2 separate regions of the Podarcis muralis genome follow, and region 1 is linked to region 2. Evidence: chromatin contacts called from public Hi-C data. All regions are on one chromosome and are shown on one strand. The core of a region is the stretch at or near the end of the contact, and the rest is flanking DNA. Distances in the headings are between cores, read along the strand shown.

Evidence for each region. Hi-C and Micro-C count contacts between places; a contact is called where the count stands out from the background.
Region 1: a contact with region 2 is called in a Hi-C map of blood, with 4 times the contacts expected there. The contact joins the promoter of POC1B here to the promoter of TMTC3 in region 2. A contact is called at or near these places in 2 of 3 Hi-C or Micro-C datasets (blood and tail).

The regions. Positions count from the first base shown.
Region 1 is chr10:39,840,691-39,843,390 of rPodMur119.hap1.1, forward strand. It overlaps POC1B (POC1 centriolar protein B), which reads right to left and starts at 1,433. Exons shown (of 12, transcript XM_028746650.2): 1 at 1,192-1,433. The coding sequence starts at 1,284.
Region 2 is chr10:39,404,220-39,406,919 of rPodMur119.hap1.1, forward strand. TMTC3 (transmembrane O-mannosyltransferase targeting cadherins 3) reads left to right here and starts at 1,408. Exons shown (of 16, transcript XM_028746084.2): 1 at 1,408-1,647. It overlaps CEP290 (centrosomal protein 290), which reads right to left and starts at 1,180. Exons shown (of 56, transcript XM_077934783.1): 1 at 732-1,180.

The sequences.
Region 1 (2,700 bases), core at 183-2,682, 440 kb after region 2:
TGGGATGGAAGAGCACAGTTCCGGGACTCCCCACCGCACTTCAAGCAACAGCAGTGACATAATATGACCGGCCCTCCTTCTCTGGCTAGTGAGTGAAAGGATAATGAATATTTCAAGTTAGCATAAGAGCATAATATCCCTTCAGGATCAGGCCAGTGTCCCATCTAGACCAGCACCCTGTTTTCACAGTGACCAACCAAATGCCCACCAGGAAGCCTGCAAGCAGGTCCTGAGCGCAACAACACACTCCCTTCCTGCGGTTTCCAGCAACTGGTTTTCAGAAGCATTATAGCCTTATCCTCCTTGAACTTGCCCAATCCTCTTTCAAAAGCCATCCAAGTTGGTGGGCCATCACCACTTTGTGTTCACTTCTTGCAAGGAAGCATGGAGGAAGCCAGAGGGCGAGCGAGGTGGGTGGGTGGGGAACAGCCATCCATCAAGGGCTAGGCGCTCCTTCCTTTTGGTGCAACTCCTACCCCAAGCTAGCAGCTGAAGCACGCACCACTTCTTTCGCAAGGTCGCTCGCATTTATTTTCTTTTTCAATAGTTTTAATCGAAAATTTTGTGTGTGTGTGTGTGTGTGTGTGTGTGTTACAAAATAATACAAATAGGTTGTTTTCATTTCTGATCAAAAGATGAACTTCTGCTGGCTGCAGATCTTTGTTTTTGTGTGTGTGTGTGTGTGTGTGTGTGTGTATATATATAAATATAATTTTTATTAAATTTTCTGTTTTACAATTTAGAATACTCATTTAAACATCCTTAAAATATCAACGATTTCTCTTTCCACGGTTCATTTTACAAATCATAAATCCCTGCGTATTTTACATAAACTAAACCATTCAGTATTTTATTACATCCATCACAATTTATTTACACTGTTGAATTTATCTTAATGCTGTGTTTTCAATGGCTGGAGATCTTTGTATGCGTCTCCATGCTGCACCTCCTACAAGCCACGAAAAAAGCACAAAGGATTTTCCCTCCCAGCTCATCGCAGCCTGCAGCTCTGCTAACATCGGGGGGCGGGGATTGAACCCGGGGCTTCCCGTGAGCCCCCGCGCCTCATTCACTACACCGACCGACGGAACTCCCCGCGACAAGGGAAACAACGACGGGGAAGAGGAGCCGCGCCCTGAATGGCCAGCGTCGCTGCCGGCTCCCCAGGGGATCCGCCCTAGACTCTCCTACCAGCGCCGCCGCCGCCATCGGCCTCCCGGGGCCTCCGCTCTCCCGGCCAACCACCTTCCGCGGCCCTGTCAAAATCCCCGCTCTCCAGACCATATCAGTCGAGTCCCGACCCAAGGCTGGCCCAGCCTCACCCGCGGAGATAGGCGGGCGCTCGAGGCGGGGAAGGGAGGAGGAAGGAGGAGGAGAGCGAAGAAGCGCCGCTCGGCCTCTTTCCGAAGCCGAGCTCGCCCATCTATGCCATCGGCGTTCGACGCGCCCTTAAAGGGGCCGGCTCTCTCCGAGGAAGCGGAGGCGGTTGCCTAGTGACGGCGCGCGCGTCGCGGAGCTTTCGCAATGGGAGAGAGAAGAACGCAAAGAGGAAAGGGAGAAACGTCACCTAGAACTACGGAGAAAAGCGAAGGGAAGAGTTGTAGGCCCCGACTAAAGAGGGTTTCTGGCAGGTGCGCTTCGGCCTGAGGTGAGAGTGACGTTAGGTCAGTTTAGAAGTTCAGAAAAATCGTACTTCATGAATCTGGGAAGGGGGGCAACTTTTTCTCAGCTCCCCGCTGGGGAAATTCAGACGCATCTATGCATATGCACATCTGTGTCTATATGCAGAGGAAGCTGGAGAAGTTAAAAGGTATGGTATCACGGATTTGCAAGGCTTTCTTTTCTCTTTGCCTTAAGCATGCAAAAAACAACACCGCAACCCACTTCTGATATGTGGGAAGAGCCTGGAATCTCTTGCATGCAAAGCGGTTGCTGCGCCATTGAGCTTAACAATCTAGAATTATAAGGAAAAAATTCACCAGGACCAGTTTCCCCCCCAGAAAAAGCACCAGCTCTTTAGTTCTTGGCGCAGAAGTTTGCAAACTGGCATTGGGGAGAGGGAGTGGCAGTCCCCCCCCCCCCGCACAACTGAAATTCTATGACCATTATGTGTTAAATCGAATTAACATTAATATTTTCCATTTCCAAACTACGTTGGGTAAAGTTCGCCGCAAAGCCATTTTCTGAAAGAACAAGGGCTTTGACACTAAGAAAAAAGTGATCGCAACAGTGGCTTGCTTTGGCTGTCACGATGCACGCAGGGTTTAGATTAAGATTTATTTCCAGCCCATTATATAAGTTTTTAAAACTGTAGTGTAGTTAGCCTACCCGAGTGTCTTGCCAGCTAGAGAGGCTGAATTGGTGTTCATACTCAGAGACTCACTACACCAAGAACAGTGATACCAGGGGACCCAGGGGCAATCTGCTTGTGGGGCATGACAAAGAGCTCACTCACACCAATCCTGTGAGGTGGGGCAAGCTGGGAGGTGCTGCTTCTTATATTTAGTCCTTGATAAGCTAAAAGAAAAGGTGGTGTAGAGATCCAGACTTTGAGTAGTTATAATGATGGAGATACTATCCCAAATCCCTGACTTGTTGCAAATAGCCAGAGTCCAATCTTCAGTTCCCAGCATCTCTCCTTGAAAGTTTGGAGGGTGGGAAAGCAAATTTGTTGGATAACATTAACATGAGCAGCTCTTG
Region 2 (2,700 bases), core at 158-2,657:
CACTTCCATCCCTCATCCAAAGTAGCATATCCGTCAAGTGAGCATAACATTGTAAACCATCAAACTTGCTCCCACAGGAGACCGGTGATGGCTACCAGCTTGGATGGCTTTAAAAGAACACTGGACAAATTCATGGAGAAAACCATTCATGGTTACCAGTCAGAATATGTTACTCTGCTCTGCTGCTACAGTTGGAGGCATTAGAACCAATTGCTGGGAACCACAGGAGGGGAGAGGACTATCTTGCGCCAAGGATCCTGCTTACCGGATTCCCACAAACACCTGTTTATCCCCTGTGAGAACGGGATGCGGTGCCAGGTGAGCATGGCTCGTTTTTTATGTCCTTACCTGATGCAGTGGGCTCAAGGCCACAACCCCTATGGTCGTGAAGCGCACACACTTTCAAGCGAGTACACCTTAAACCTATAGAGGTATATAGCTGTACCTATAGTTCAGGGGGGGTATATAGCTGAGGTATATAGAGGTATATAGTTATAGGTATATAGCTATATAGAGGTATATAGTTGAACCTATAGTTCACGGGGGGGGGGAGAAAAGATTAACAGATTAGCTGGTCTTTCAATGTCTACTACAAGACTCTCTAAAAGGAGTTTAAACACACACACACACACACACACACACAGGCCTTCGCCATAAACCTTTCGAAAGCGCCTCTAGACCCTCCGAAGTGAGTCAGCTGGGAAAGGAAGCGAAGCTATGAGCCTTTTTACCCCGGATACCTAGGATGCGGAGGCTCCACGCAACCTCTCCTGCGCGCTTCGCAGTGAGCCAGTAGGTTTACTCCAGAGGAAGCGGGTCGAGGATTGCAGCCATTTGTTTCCCCAGGCAAGGAAACGCCTCTCCGCTCTCGGAGCCAAACGGTCAGCGAGGAGTGCAGCCTAGTCCCCCTTCCGGAGCCCCGCCTCGCCCGCCAGGTGCAGGCGACGTTAATCCGCGTTTATTTGTTCACGAAAACATCCCTCCCTCCTTCTGCCTCGCTGGTTTACTCAAGTCGTTCACCGAGGAGGCGGAGCAGGCCGCTGCTGCTAGGCGACGCCCTCAAACACTGCTCGCCCTCAGCCGGAAGAACCCGGATCTTCTTAACTGGAGCGAGAGCCGAGTCAAAACTCCCGCGGGACTACAACCCCCATCATGCCCCAGCCGAAGACCACAAGTCCCGGCATGCCTTGGGGTGAACGGACCGAAAAGGAACAGCAGCGATGTGGCGCGCGCTGAGGCTGACTCCGCACTGAACAAGGGCAGGCGCGCTTTCCCGAGTGAGCGTGCCTGCGTGCTTGTTCACGGCATGCCGTGGCCTTCAGCAGGGAAAAGATACCGCCGCCGAAGGAATCTTAGGCTAAAGGGCGGGAGCCACGGGGAGGACTACATATCCCAGGCTGCTCCGCGCCGGCCAAGAGGCAGAAGTCGGCGGAGTATCCACCGCTTGGAATGCCGGGGGAGGGAGTCGGGCTTCCCAGCATCCTTTGCCGAGCTCCGTGGGTGACAGGGGGAAGTGTCCGCGCGTGCGCACTTGCGGGAGGGAGGCTCCAATCGCTCGCCCCGGGTTCGGTTTTCCCAGGGAGGTGCGGCTGAAGCACCAGCGGAGCGAGACATGGCGGAGAGCGTGTGCATCGCAGGCGGACCCAGGTACAGGATCGCGCGCAGCTAAGAGCTGCGGGGAGAGTCTTGGGTCGGGGTTCTGAGAGAAGAGAGCGGCTGGCTCTCTGGCCCCCACGCGACGGGGACGGGAGAGGGACGGAGGGGAAGAGGCGGGGGTGCCTGGCTCTGCCCGGTGCGGTTTCTTGCGCGTCTCTCGAGGAGAGCGCTGCAGCTTCCATGCCAGGTACAGGATTCAACCCGATGTAGGGATGAATCTCCTTTGCTTTTGGAATTGCGCGCTGGACCTCGCGTGCAATTCAGCAGCTCGCGGTCTCCCTTAAGATGGGAGGATGTTCTGCTAAGATACGGTCGTCCGAAGGAAAGGCTTGCGGTGTATAGCGTGAGTGTTCACACGTGACGCTTGTGAAGACCCCCGAGTTAAGTCGTGGATTTCTTCGTGCATATCATGGGCGTGATGGGGGGCGGGGCAGAGAGGAAAGTGCTCTCTGTGTAGAAAATAGTGCAAGAAAATAGTTGCACATGCCCCATGGGAAAACCTAAGTGTTTCCCAACTGCTTAGTGCACCGTAGGCCCAGCACAATCCCGTGCATCTTTACTCGGAAGCAAGTGTTTGTGCATTCCATAGGATCTACTCCGGAAGTAAGCGAGTTTAGGATTGCACCCTCAAGCTGCAGCGAAGTTAAATGGCTGCACATTAGTTCCAACTGAGTGATACGATTGGTTACATGGGGCTTAAGCGCTACTTTCTCTTACTTTCTCTGCATTTATACTGTGGAGATTCCAGTTACTGTGTAACAAGTTATGAGCAAACCTTACAACTAGTGTAACGTGTGGCGTTTTTCGTTACGATGTTGATTTCATCAAGTAGATAGTAGCAATGCAGAGTAAAGTGACTGCTGTTATGTTTTGTTATTTTACAAGCTGTAACATTTGTTAAGGAATGCTTTGGAGATCAGGCTGCACGAAACTCATTTTGGAACAGGAAGAGGGTAGAGGAAATATATACCCGAGCACACACACAGTAATTATATATAAACTTGGGTATCACTTTCCTTCTGCATAGATAATTTATTAGCAAGG